2 separate regions of the Hordeum vulgare genome follow, and region 2 is linked to region 1. A link is a contact called in public Hi-C data. All regions are on one chromosome and are shown on one strand. Each heading gives the region's core, a stretch centred on a gene start, on an enhancer-like site or on the middle of the called end of the contact. The rest is flanking DNA. Distances are from core to core; before and after follow the strand shown. Region 1 has its middle 12 kb from the start of LOC123450792. Region 2 holds the start of LOC123447164 (E3 ubiquitin-protein ligase Os03g0188200-like).

Region 1 (4,088 bases), core at 1,206-3,705:
AACGGAGAACATGCATGAATCACTAAAGAACATAATATAAAAGGATAATCAAATATATAAGTCATCACAATCTGAACATAATCTCATAATCCATCGGATCCCAGCAAACCGAGCATAGCAATAGCAGGGAAATTACATAGATGCCTTGATCATGTAGGGCAGCTCACAAGGGCTAATCAGTGAAGCACAAGACTGGAGAGAAGATATTACATAGCTACTGGTCATGGACTCATGGTCCAAGAAGGGCTACTCACGGCACGCCCGGGAAGCGTCCATGGCGACGGAGAAGCTCCCGGAGGTCAATCTTCCCTCCGGCAGGGTGCCGGGAAGAGGTCTCTTAACGCTCCCATCTTGGAAGCGCTGCAACGGTGGAATGATGGAGAAATTCGTGATTCTGGATATGCCTCAAGGGTTTCCGATCGGAGGGGTAAATATAGGCCAAAGGAGGGCGTCGGAGGAGGTGGGGCCCACCCAGGCGACCTCCTGGCGTGGCCAGGGGTCAGGCCGCGCAGGGAGGCTGCCTGGGCAGCCCCTGGCTCCTCTCTGTCCCAGCTTAGGTGCTCCGGAAGCTTCCGTCACGCTGATATTTATATATTTTTCTCGGGATTTTTGGGACTATGGAAATTTGGGTAAAAGTCCCTGCAAAAAAGACATCAGCAGACAGAAACTGGCACTGGGTGCACTGAGTTAGTAGGTTAGTCCAAATATGTGTAAAGAGATATAAAAGTGTAGCAAAACATATAACAATGTCACCAAAAGATCATGGAACAATGAAAAATTATAGATACGTTTGGGACGTATCAGCGATCGCCTCCATCGTGGGCGCGAGAGTTACCCCAGGAAAAACAGGACCTCCTCTCCTGGCAGTGTCAGCCATAAAGATCTCCGCGGCGTCTCCGCTGCTCTCGCGATCGGACTCGCCGAATGACTCGTCGCCCGAGGAAGGGAACATGCTAAGAGTGAGCTCATCTGAGTCGAGCATGGCCACCTGCCCTGATGTGGCTTTGAAGAGCCACCGCATGCTTGATCCAGCACTGCAGCCATGAGCGCCCGGAGCGCTTGCAATGAACCTTAAGAGGACGTGGGTGTGCCGAGAGGTACGTCACTCACGGCTGCCAAATAAGGACCCCGTGCGCCACCGCGCTGAAGTGCGATGCACCAGAAGCGGACAACTCATCGGTATTCAGCAACACATCCTGCAGCCGCACTGAATCATCGAGGGTGAAGCTGGGGGAACCGAAAAGGATCTCGTTGTCAAGTGTCATCATGATGACAAAAAGGATTGAAACTCCAACTGCGCTGGAGTTTGCTAAACGCGCATCCTTATGGTGGGCGTCAACTGTCGAGGGGGTGAACGTGACAATAGTACGAGGGTTGCGAACGAAGGGCGGAGGCTAGCTACTATACGGTTGTAACACTTGGATGTACGAGTTGAAGCCCCACTCGGGAGTGGTAAAGACCCTATGTCTCGATCCCGGAGGCTTAGTGTTGCATATGGGGGGGAGTGTGAATACACAAAATGCTTAACCTGTGTGTGGGAGCTCAAGGCAAGCTTATATAGAGTGTGCCTGGACCCGTGGCCTCCACTTCAAAGGCATTTAATGACAATAACTACGGAAGTTACCTAAAACTGCAGCTCTAACTATACATTAGTGGTAACGTATGGCTTGATGGCGCTTTATGTGAGAGATTAGGTCCCTGGCCGTTGCAGTCCTTTCGCCGTTCGCGCTTCCTCTTAGTTTGAGTGTGGTCGAACGTCCGTGTGACCGAAAATGGATCGAGTGACTGCATGATGGGCCTCACGTAGCTTCCACTTGCTGATGTGTTGGGCCCGCGGTAGGTGGTCGCAATAAATAAGACCATGTGGTGCGGTTGGTCGAGTGACGCGTGGGGACGCGGCGAACAACGAGAGGGCGCACGTGGCGTCTGTTTGGTGTCCGTGCCGACGCAAAGGGGGCTTAAATATGGACATGAAATGCATCGACGCACACGTCCAGCGAACATAATTTGAATTTGAGTTGCAATTTGGATTCGGATCGTCGCATTGGGTTAGCATTTATATTTACTTCATTCCAAAGAAACATGGGCTGATAAAATGGATTGGTCGGTTGAAGTTGCTTTAGTAACGGATGAAGTCATCGCTTTTGTGAGAAAAATGTACGTACCTAACCGGCATCTTCCGCAAACTCTTTATCTCCTAACTAATACTTCCTCCGTCCAGAAATAATTGTCTTAGAAATGAATGTATCTAGACTTATTTTAATTATAGATACATTCATTATATTCATTTTTAAGACAAGTATTTCCTGATGAAGGGAATAGTTAGGTACAGTCTCAGGCTCAGTATTCACGTCGGTTGGCCGGTGAAGTCACCGTCGATCTGTCCACTGTTATCATTCGGGCGATGCAGTAGGTGCGCGCTGCCAACCGGCCGGTGGGTTGATCGATCCAGCCATACGCACCATCGCCGTATTGATTCTCTCGCGTAGGACGTCTAGGTCTGCATCTCGGCCGTACGTATACGCTGGCCCGGGCCATCAAACGAAAGCAGATCGAACTTCGCCTTTCTCATGATGCGTCGTCGTCATGGATGGACATGGACCAGCCGTCAACCTTTTGTTTCGTTTTGGCCGGCCCGTCTCGTTGGAGAGGGTGTCCATGCATGACCCAGACTGGGTGTTCGTGTTTACACAAAAATCCGGGTAACACATATTTTGGGTTTCCAGAATCAATATTGTATAAAAATGCTAGCAAAATGGCTCGTGCGTTGTCACGGAAGAAAAAAAACATAATCTCCAATGATAGTGATTACATTATGTTCACGTATCATCGCTTGATTTAGAAATTTTGTGCACAAACGCAAAAAATGTTTCTTCTTTTAAATTTATTCACAAGTTGAAGCAATTTTTACATTTTCAAAAAATATATATCATGGTTGTCAAAAATCTGGTAACTCAAAGATTTATTCTGAATTTCAAGAATTTTTTTTAGAAAACATACAATAATAATCCGATCCATCCAACAGTTAATTCTTTAAAATTCCCACAGGTATATTGTCACAAAGACTTAGAAGCATTAATGTTTAACTACATACATTAGATCTTTCGTGAACAATTTTACAAATATGGGAACGATTTTAAAATCGAGAACATTTTTTACAATTTACAAACATTTACTAAAAATCGTGATTATTTTTTATATTTCAAACGGGTTTAAATATTTTCTTTTGAATTGGCCACCAATTCAAGAAAAGACGAACATAATTTTTTATGTTGGAGGATTTTATTTTAAATTCACAAACATTTTTCAAATGCATGAAGTTTTTCTGAATAAACAAACATTTTTATAAATCAGTAATATATTTATTAAATTCATGGACATTGTTTCGGAATTTGCAAAAAAAAATAAAAATCCAGCGCTTTTTTGAATCCTATTTTTAATTCAAAATAAAAATTCATCAGCATTTTAATCCAAATTCCTATTTTTTTAATATGCAAAAGTTTTTGTAATTCTAAATTATTTAAATTATAAATAAACAAAAATGGAACGGGAAATTTTAAATAAAAAAAAACCATCAAAACAGGAATTAGCTATTTTTAAAATTTTAGGACATATTTTGAATTGGAAAGCATTTTGTTAAATGCATTTAATAATTTTTAATACATGGAATTGTATTTGAGATCATGAACTATTCTTATTGTACAAACATTTTTATAAAATTGCAAACATTTTATTGTATATGCGAGCATTTTTTTTAAAACTCCGAGCAGTTTTTGAAGTCACAAACATTTTAATTTTTTAAATATGTTGATTTATAATTTTCAGTTTATTAAATTTTTAAAGATTATTTAAAGTTCTAAATTATTTAAAATAAAAAAATAAAACGAAACTGAAAATAAATAAATAAATAAACGGAACTAAAAGCAGGCGCCTGTGTATGGGCCAGCCCATACGGTGTGCTGGATATTCTCCCAGTATGCAGAGCGTAATATAGGAGGTTTTTACATGGGTCGGCCGAGTCCAAGATTTTACGCTTTGTGAAACGTTTTCTATTACTTACCGGTGGCATGGTGGGTAATTTATGCAAA
Region 2 (4,391 bases), core at 1,494-3,993, 37 kb before region 1:
CTATAACCCTAGCGTCACCGAACCTTAAGTGTGTAGACCCTACGGGTTCGGGAGACAGGCAGACATGACTGAGACACCTCTCTGGCCAATAACCATCAGCGGGGTCTGGATACCCATGGTGGCTCCCACTTGCTGCACGATGATCTCATCGGATGAACCACGATGTCAAGGATTCAATCAATCCCGTATACGATTCCCTTTGTCTGTCGGTATAGAACTTGCCCGAGATTCGATCGTCGGTATACCTATACCTTGTTCAATCTCGTTACCGGTAACTCTCTTTACTCGTTCTGTAGCACGTCATCGTGTGACTAACTCCTTAGTCACATTGAGCTCATGATGATGTTCTACCGAGTGGGCCCAGAGATACCTCTCCGTCACACGGAGTGACAAATCCCGATCTCGATTCGTACCAACCCAACAGACACTTTCGGAGGTACCTGTAGTGCACCTTTATAGTCACCCAGTTACGTTGTGACGTTTGATACACCCAAAGCACTCCTACGGTATCCGGGAGTTGCACAATCTCACGGTCGAAGGAAAAGATACTTGACATTAGAAAAGCTTTAGCATACGAACAATACGATCTAGTGCTATGCTTAGGATTGGGTCTTGTCCATCACATCATTCTCCCAATGATGTGATCCCGTTATCAATGACATCTAATGCCCATGATCAGGAAACCATGATCGTCTATTGACTAACGAGCTAGCCAACTAGAGGCTTGCTAGGGACACATTGTGATCTATTTATTCACACATGTATTACTGTTTCCTGTTAATACAATTATAGCATGAACAATAGACGATTATCATGAACAAGGAAATATGATAATAACCGTTTTATTATTGCCTCTAGGGCATATTTCCAACATGAAATTCTTGTCGTAGCGCTTGAAACAGCGCCAGGCAGCATGGCCCTGCCGTTTGCAGATCTGGCATGTCTCATCCCTTCCACCAGAAGGAGGGGGAGCAGCAGCGTTGGGGAAGAAACCACCGCCGCCACCACGGTAGGCGGCACCAGAGTTGCCACCGCCGTGACCAGAGGAGCGGGCATCGTTGTTGTTGCGGGAGCCCCCCTTGGAGGCGAGGTTGATGGAGAAGGAGTTGGTGTTGCTGCCGTGTTGAGCAAGGAAAATAGCTCGGTGAGGCCGATCTTCTGATCAGCCTTGGGACGAGATGAGAGGGCGGCAACGTACCGGTTGTAGTCGGAGTCCAATCCTTGCAGGATATAGGAAACCAACTCGTCGTCGTCGATAGGTTTTCCTGCCGCCGCCATCTCATCTACAAATCCCTTCATCTTGGTGAAGTAGATGGCGACGGGAGAGTCCCCCTTCTTGGTGTTGCCGAGCTGCCCCCGGAGTTGGATGTGGCGCGCCCTGGAGTGGGACGCGAACATCTGCTGGATCGCCGTCTAGACGCCGGTTGCAGAAGCCAGGGAGTGCACCTGAAGGAAAACATCACGAGACAGGGAGGCAAGGAGAAAAGTGAGGACCTGCTGATCCTGCGTGTACCAGAGAACATGGGCAGGATTTGGAGTCGAAGAGATCTCCTTCTTCCCTGCAACATCAGTCTCGGTGGTTAAATGACGGGCGGCTCGGCCATGGTGCCATCAAGGTAGCCCATGAGACCAGCGGCGCACACATGTGAAAGAACATGTGCCTTCCACACCAAAAAATTATCCCTAGCTAGCTTTTCGGTTATGGTGTGGCCACGCGCAGCGAGGGAAGCAGCCATGGTGGAGCTTGAGGAGGAAGATGACATGTCGATAGGAAGAGGTGGCTCTTATACCATATGGAAAAGGCTGGAAGCGTATGCTCTTAGCAGGGACGCGTGCATGTTTATATAGGCGGCATAAGCAAAAGAGATATACATCAAAGGGTGGTTTAAGATCAATCTATCTTATCTATAGTTTAAACACAACGAGATATAGAGAGATCTTAACTTACACCCACGCCTATACGTGTTATACAAGTCACGTATAATACAAGAGTTTTATCGTCTAACAGTTCATACGTTCATTATCACTAGCACCAGGCGCCGGGCGTAGCATGTACGCGAGCCAGGTGGCCGGCAGGCCGGAAAGTGGTCTGACCCAAGAGAGGCTGAGCCACACCGGGTAGTGGTGCTGGTGCCGTCCAATCTCTGCTTTTGGTATCCTTCCGCCAGACCTTTAAATCGCCTTGAAAACACATTTACGATACACAACGTCGGTGTCTTTTACCTGCGCGCTTGGACTGAACCGGAGCAAAGACTCGTTCTTGCTGGCCTTTCTTCCATGATCAATGGCAGGTGATGTGAACCCGCACCGCCCAAGCATATTTTTGCTCACGCCGCACCATGGAGGAGATCAGGAGATGAATAGAGTAACAAAACGCTACTTCTAAACAAGGTCTGGCCGCGTTATCCATTGTATATAAGAATTTGGCTTATTGAATCTGTAAACAAGAGATGCGGCCATGAAAAAAAAAAGGCATGAGACGAGACGGTTACGAACTTAAACTAAAATAACCCGGCATTCGTTATCCTCCACACGATCACTACACGCCAGACTAAAGCTAGAGAAATGAGAGACCAATAATTTTATTTTTTATATACTTATAAGACAATTTGCCTGAGCTGACGGACATGTCAGCAGCCATTGAGAAGCTCGGTCAGTCAGCCACACCGCCCTCTCTTCTTCAACCCCTCACCGTCACCGACGAGCCACACGTCCCCGTCCCACGTCCTGTTCACCCCAGCCCATGACCGGTGGCCCCGCACAAACATTCGCCACGCACATCGCCATCTCGATCTTACGTTACACTTTTTCCATCCACCAGGTGTAATCAACCACTTCCCGTTCCATCAAAACCTCCCTCCTTTTCTCTCTCTCCGGCGCCACGATAAATCAGCACGGCCGGCCGGCGGTTCGCCCCTGCCAAGAGACGGCAATGGCTCGCGGCCAGATCACGCGGCTCCTTCTCCTTCTCCTGCTCTCATCGACCGCGCTGCCGTCTCTGGCCCAGCAGACGTCCAACAGCACGGGCCACGCCGGCTCCTCTAGAACCGCCGGCGGGTTCTCGCCAACCACCGTCGTCGTGCTCGTCGTCCTCATCGCCGCCTTCGTCGCCCTCACGCTCTTCTCAATCTACATCAACCGCTGCACCGGCGCGCACCCCGTCCCTCGCCGCCCGTCCCGCGCCACGGCCCCTAACCAGCCCGTCGATGCCGCCGCCCAGTCCGATCGCTGCCGCCCACGCGGCCTCGACAGGGAGGTCGTCGAGGCCTTCCCGACGGCCGTCTACGGCGACGTGAAGGCGCGTATGGCGGCCACCAAGTCGGGCCCGCTCGAGTGCGCCGTCTGCCTCACCGAGTTCGAGGACAACGACGAGCTCCGGGTCCTCCCGGCGTGCTGCCACGTCTTCCACCCGGACTGCATCGACCCGTGGCTCGCCGGCGCGGTCACCTGCCCGCTCTGCCGGGCCGACCTCAACGCGCCGCCCGCGATCCCGGCCGCCGCCGAGAGCCGCGGCGACTTGACGGACACGGCCGTGCAGGAGGAGCCGGAGGAGCTCGACGAGGAGTGCTCGGTGGTGTCTTTCACGGCCGAATCCCTCACCAGCTTCAGCACGATATGGAGGCACGAGTTCACGGGCGCGGAGTACAACCACTACCGCAGGACGCAGTCAGCCATGGACGCGCCAGACAGGCACACTCTCAGGCTGCCGGAGCACGTCATGAAGGAGCTGGCCGCCGTCCGGAGGCACCGGCGAGCGGCTAGCCTAGCCGCAGAGTACCCGGACACGGCGGATCAGAGGACACCGGGGTGGCTGACCTCGTTCTTGCGGCGGTCCATGTCATGGCAGCGGCAGAGCCGCGGGGGATCGGACGCCGTGGAGGAGCACGGCGGCAGCAAGCGGGTTCATCCCGTGGCCGGAGCGCCGGTTGAGAAACCGAGCGGGTCGGGGTCCGGCGGTGACGAGAAGAAAGAGAGCTCCGACGTTGACGCGTTAAACCGGGTTTGACCTCTTCGTTCGTCCTTGTGTGTAATCTTCGTCTGAGTTCCTTATGTGCCTGCAAATAGGAATATATATATTTTTAGACCTATAAACGCACGGTTTTACTCGGCAATCCATGGCTTGCCATCTCCATTGTTTCTTTCTCACTTTGGAGGAAGAAGATGTCCTTGGATTCATGCACCTGTTGCCATAGACAGAAGTTTTCAGATACGCATTACAGCCTCCTAAATTGATTGTGCAATTAGTTCTGCCATGGCGAGGAGTTAATTACTTCCTATGTTACCTGGTGGCCCTTGGTTACACTTCACGGATGTCAACGACGCTTCCACTAAGAACGCATTCCATAAGCAAAATTCAGTTGTTCTAATGTTGTAAACAGACCTTATCGTTT

What was found. Hi-C and Micro-C count contacts between places; a contact is called where the count stands out from the background.
Region 2: a contact with region 1 is called in a Hi-C map of leaf, with 1.7 times the contacts expected there. The contact joins the promoter of LOC123447164 here to the enhancer-like site in region 1. A contact is called at or near these places in 2 of 6 Hi-C or Micro-C datasets (both in leaf).

What each region holds. Positions count from the first base shown.
Region 1 is chr4H:574,959,383-574,963,470 of MorexV3_pseudomolecules_assembly, reverse strand. No RefSeq gene overlaps it. Among protein-coding and RNA genes, the nearest start is that of LOC123450792, 12 kb to the right of the region's middle. Within about 2 kb of position 2,455, at least 3 of the 3 cell types and tissues checked have open chromatin away from gene starts, as enhancers often do. A contact at or near this core is called in leaf, where this site is marked.
Region 2 is chr4H:574,996,113-575,000,503 of MorexV3_pseudomolecules_assembly, reverse strand. It overlaps LOC123447164 (E3 ubiquitin-protein ligase Os03g0188200-like), which reads left to right and starts at 2,743. Exons shown (of 1, transcript XM_045123744.1): 1 at 2,743-4,381. The coding sequence starts at 2,933. The coding sequence ends at 4,006.